Linked DNA regions of Rattus norvegicus: region 1 is linked to region 2. A link is a contact called in public Hi-C data. All regions are on one chromosome and are shown on one strand. The core of a region is the stretch at or near the end of the contact, and the rest is flanking DNA. Distances in the headings are between cores, read along the strand shown. Region 1 overlaps LOC120101554 (a long non-coding RNA gene). Region 2 holds the start of Tbr1 (T-box brain transcription factor 1).

Evidence for each region. A called contact is a pair of places that touch in the nucleus more often than the background predicts.
Region 1: a contact with region 2 is called in a Hi-C map of frontal cortex, with 5 times the contacts expected there. The contact joins the enhancer-like site here to the promoter of Tbr1 in region 2. A contact is called at or near these places in 2 of 12 Hi-C or Micro-C datasets (frontal cortex and prefrontal cortex).

Annotation. Positions count from the first base shown.
Region 1 is chr3:67,505,371-67,508,070 of GRCr8, reverse strand. LOC120101554 (a long non-coding RNA gene) reads left to right here. Exons shown (of 3, transcript XR_005502169.2): 1 at 1-43. Among named protein-coding and RNA genes, the nearest start is that of Gcg, 25 kb to the left of the region's middle. Within about 2 kb of position 1,275, at least 4 of the 93 cell types and tissues checked have an H3K27ac peak or open chromatin away from gene starts, as enhancers often do.
Region 2 is chr3:66,758,495-66,761,194 of GRCr8, reverse strand. It overlaps Tbr1 (T-box brain transcription factor 1), which reads right to left and starts at 1,392. Exons shown (of 6, transcript NM_001191070.2): 1 at 446-1,392. The coding sequence starts at 1,137.

The sequences.
Region 1 (2,700 bases), core at 26-2,525, 750 kb before region 2:
ACAGGAGGAACAAAAACAGAAAGGTTGCGGTCTAGGCAGCAAGGTAAGGGTGCTTCGCCGTCCATTGACAGCTGATCTAGACATGAGCGCAAGCGCAATTATCAGTTTTCCGCAGGGTGGTGGTATGGCAAAAAAAAAAAAAATTAAAAAAAGTAAATTACAAAAATAATAGGAGGGGGAAATAAGTCTCCTGAAAAAAATAAAGACATTGTGACTGTGTCGCTTAGGAGGGGAAACAGCATAGCTCTTAATAATTAGTTGCAAGGGTGTGAGATGTGGGCCAGGGATAATTAGCAGGGGACTCTGATCATGTGCTCCCCACATTCGCAGCGAGCTGACAAAAAGAGGAAGTGAGCCAAACTGCAGCGAGAAGCTGGTTTTTTAAAAGGGAAGTTCTTGACCATGAAGATCAGACTACCACGGGAAGCTGTGTAATCTCTATCCTTAAAGAGCTTTAAAAATAGTATAAACAGCCATCTGCACAAGATGGTTTATGCATTGACCTTCAGGAGACGGGCCCGATCATCTCATGAAGTCCCTTCCAAGTGTGGGATTCTATGATTTAATCAGTATGTGATTTTTCTCAGCTCTACATTTTGCGAGATAACCAGCAGATGGGAGCCACAAATTCCCCAACATCATACCAAAATCATGGTTCCTCACACTGGTAGGGCCCAGGCGAGCTTGCCAAATTGGCATCCATTGAAAAAATCATTGAAGGACCCACCTCAAACATTTATTTATCTCCTTGTGGGTGTCTGGACCACCCATGTCCACAAAATAGAGATAATCTTTATACCGATTGTGTGCATTCAGCTTTTGACTTAAATAAGAAGTCGCATTGAAAGTGGGAGTCTCATTTTTGAAACCTGAAACAACAGCTCTCACAAAATGAAGAAGGGATTTACAAATTCCAGCTGAAGGAGAAAGGAGGTCCCGTGTCAATTAGGTCCCGTGTCACGGAAGTGTTTTATAGAGTGCTCGAGCCTTATTTGCTTTCACTTAAATAACAGGAACTTCTCATCAGTTCTTTGGGCATGTATGTAGCGCTTACTATTGCCCACGTTCAGTACAAAGCCGCAGGGAGACAAACACCATCCATCCATCACAGAGCTAGCTTAGTCTCTCCCAAAGGAAGAGGCCATTTTTGTCACGGAGTCAGCAAAGCAGTAGCAGGATGTGGGATACATGATGGAGTGATGTCAGTAAAATAGTCCAAGTCCGAGAGACCTTAGGGGCTTAGACTTGTATCTGAAGGTCAAACCGAAGCCAGGGAGGAAAGAAAGAGAATAAAATGTTTTCTGGAACATTCGGGCTAGCCCGAATAAGTGTCGGGTAAACCCCACAAACTGGAATTTGAATACAGCTAGTGCTTAAGGTGTAGAGGGAAAGGTAAAAGGCCAGTGGGGAGAAGGAAAAGACCCAGAAGTGAGGGATGCTGAGAGGTCAAAGAGCTCTCACAGGTCATACAAAAGAATTCAGACTTGGCATGGAAGAAATAGAGCTACTGAGTGATATTTAAAAAAAAAAAAAAAAAAAGGCTGTCCCTATAGATGGTTTATTGAGTACACTTCCGAATCAAAGGATAGGAAGGCATTTGTATACGATTCACCAAATGAAGGGTCCTCGGGCAGGTACTGAGATATCAAGGAGAACTCAGGCTGAGCACAGCAACAGCCACTGGGTAGGACACATCAGGATACCCTCCCTTTACCTCCGATCCCTGCTCCTTAGACTTCAGCCCCTTGCCCCCACTTATTATTCAGACCCTCAGGTTTACATTCTTGGCCACCTGAAGCTTCTACATCTTGAGCTTTCACTCACGATGAGCTGGGAACACACTGGTCCCATTATCTCACTGGCAGACCCAAAGTCCAGTGAAGGGGACTAACGCTGTGACGTCCACGGAGCCTTTATCGGCGAGAAGACATACATTATAGCAGGGAACTACTGCTGCAGGCGCGTAATGGACAGGGTGGACTTGTTCACTGAAACCGAAGGGCTGCTTTGTAGATTTTCTCCCGTGTGAATGTAGGACCTTTGGTTTTGTTTGATGGGGCAGATGCAGACAGAGGATCAATGTGGAGATGGGCAGTGTGTGGCGACGGTCAAAGGTGTGTAACTCCTCCCTGGAGACTAGGAGAAAAGACGCAGTCTGCGGTCATCCCAGGAACTACTTGGCCACACTAGCAACAGCTGAGGGCAAGCGGCAAGCCTCCCGCACCTCAAGCCAAAGAACAGGTTTCTCCAATTGTGTTCTTTATTCAGAATTTATAACGGCTGGCAGGTTCTGCTCCCATATATGAATTTTCAATCAGCGTGCTTTTATTCAAATTGTTCTTTTGTTTCATTGTGTTACTAAAAAAAAGTATGACAGGTTGGCATGCTTGTTTATGTAAATGTCTGGAACTGTAATTTCTTGAACGCTAACTACAGATAATTACACAGACCACCTTAATCTCTGAGGACCTAACAATCACCTTAACAGCACTGAAATTAGACTTTTCCTAAATTAGTACTGAAGAAGTACGTACGAAATATTTTATTAATAAATAATTTACCTACCTCGAATCTTTGAAGAAATTTATTTTTTGCGAATGGAAACGAAAAAGAACAGTATGTATGCAGTTATATTGATAACCACTAGATGGCACCATACATCTTTTCTTCCAATTTTCTCTTCAAAACTAGCTGTTTTAG
Region 2 (2,700 bases), core at 143-2,642:
TGTTTGCTGATCTAGAAAGGGAGAGTGGGAGAAGGGAAGATGTAGGACCGAAGTCGGGGAGAGCACCGAGCGCTCTGGAGTTGGGGGACGGATTGCTCGGTAGAGAGCCGGGTTGGCGGCCTGCTTCTCCACCTGTCGGCACAGGCCAGCTTCGATGAGTTGCTCTGAAAGCCTGTTAGCGGCCACGGCTCTTCGTCTTGCTCCAGCCACCGACTGGTTCTCCGACCGCATTGGCACAGCAGGCTCCCCGCCACCAAACATCACCACGGTGGTTATTATCCCTTCCACTTTCCCCTTTTCCAAAACCAGCCAACTCCAGGGCGCACCCGAGCGCCTTTCCACTCCGCTCCCCGACCCCACATAGTCGCTGCCCGGCGGTCACAACTTGGGTGCGTTCGCCCAGGGTCACGCCTGGAACAGCGGCAGCCAAGAAAAGTAGCATTACCTTCCCTGTTTAGTGATGATCATCTCCGTTTGATGCCGATGAAATTTCAGCCAAAGTGGCCTGTTGCACAGGTATACCTGCGCCTTGCCGGGCACCAACCCGGGCTGGGTGGAGGAGAACTGGTAGAATGGGGCTCCTTGGTAGGAGTGGCCGTACTGCTGTGGGTAGGGGTAGCCGGCGGTGGGGTAGCCCTGCGGCGAAGAGTTGGACAGCAGGCTGTTGTAAGCTCCGTTGGTGATGACCGGGTGGTGGGCCATGTAGCGACTGGGGCTGCCGATGGAGAAGGCGGGATGCGCCGGTCCGTGCTGGCCGGGGTACGGGAACATGGCACTGGGAGCGGTGGCCGCAGACTGTGGCTGGCTGGACTGAGAGAGGAGGTAACGATCTGCAGCAGAGCCATCGAAACTGTGACGAAGCTCAGAGACCCCGTCCAAGACAGGAGAGAGTTTACTTCTCTGGACGTCCCCTGGTGAGTCCTTGGAGTCAGGAAAATTGTCTGTATCTGACTGATTCGTCATCCCCCTGGTAATTTTTTTCAAAGGTGAACTTCTCTCCAGGTTGTCAGTGGTCGAGATAATGGGATGATCATGCAAGACAAGCTCAGATCCGCCCGAATGTGGGTAGCTGCTGCTCACATTGAGAAATTTCTTGGAGAGCATGATAGAAGGAGAGAGGCAATGCTCCAGCTGCATAGCTCTAGAACCTGAAGGCTGGCCCTCCCGTCCCTGGGTTTTAAAGTCCTGTTTATCATAAACTAGGAATCCACAGACCCCTCACTAGACAGAAAGCACTTCAACCAGCAAATGCTTCTCAAAGGTTTGATTTACTTTTTTTTTTCCCTGGGAGAAGAGATTGGCCAATTGACACTATGCAGCAATCAGAAAAGGCTCACTTTTGATCTTGCTGCTTATGCAGCCGATGAAACGGCTCCTGCCATTGGTTAGCTGCTGACAGTAATTTAATTAGATAGACATTAATTAGGATAATCACCTGGCTCCTGGTCGCGACGATCATGGCAAATTGAAGGGGATGATTTTATTGTTGGCTTGGGGGGTGGGGAAAGTGTGTTGGTTTACGTGAGCTCTGTTATGTCACCTTTAAGCTTTGTGACCACTGCTTTAGGAAGATTCAAAGATGTGCAATTTACTAAACATTTCCTAACCCCCCCCCCCTTCTCTCTTTAGAGAGGAGGGGTGGAGGAGGGAATTCGATGATGCTAGGAGACTTTTCGGATCTGAATGAGCCAAATATTCAGTTGAATGTAACGATTTCAAGTGCAAAGTATACAAAGCGCGAGCCGGTGGCCTCTTCTCGCCCTGTAAAACTTCCAGAGTCTGTCTTTTCCAGTTAATACGCAGAAGCATACACACCTGAGCCTGTGCTTTGTTGAGTCGGTGCTGCGTGTCCTTGACGCCCCCTCCCCCACTTTAAACTACACGAATAAATAAATAAATCAACAAACCTCCAGCCGCTGAAAGCCACAGCCTTAAGAGAGATAAGGAGGCGAAGCGGCTAGCCCACCCATCAACCCACCTCAGGAAGGTTCGGTTTCCGGCTAGGGTACAGAAACAGTGACAATCTATGATCTCCTTTTTAAGTTTTGAAATAATCATAAGCCGTGGCGCTGAAGTGCTTTAATGTATTTGCAGTCATGTTTACTGGGTCGTTACTAAATATTTTATCAGCCAACTTGGTTGCAGATCATCTGAAGAGCAGCTAGCTGGGGGCGGGCGCCATGTATCCTTTGAGTCCCACCGCACTTCCTCCTTTTTGGAGGCACTGGCTTGGTGACAGGTTCATAAGCCTCGCCAGGAAAAAAGAGAGAGGGCTGAGTCCCCAGCGCAAATGGGTTCGCTAGAAGCGTTGATCTGGGGAGACAGAGTGGAAGTGGTGTCAACGCGATGATCTTACTGGTGTGTGTGTGTGTGTGTGTGTGTGTGTGTGTGTGTGTGTGTGTGTGTGTGTGTGTAATGTTTACATAATCCAGAGGGAGAGAAAAAGAATCCATGCCAGTAATTTTTAAAAGAGGATTAGCGAAAAGAATCGATTTAAGGAAATTTTGGCACAAGTAACATGAGTCCCCAAGCAACTGAGTTTTAGGGAGAAAAGATCTCCTACTATCTGCTTCACGGAGGCCAGCGGCCAGCCTCAGGCCAAGAGCACCTGAGATGACAAACCCAGAGCTGCTGTCTAGACATGGCCAACCTGCTCCGTAGCTTTCCTTCCTGAAGGCAAGAGGCGCAGAAATGCAAAGC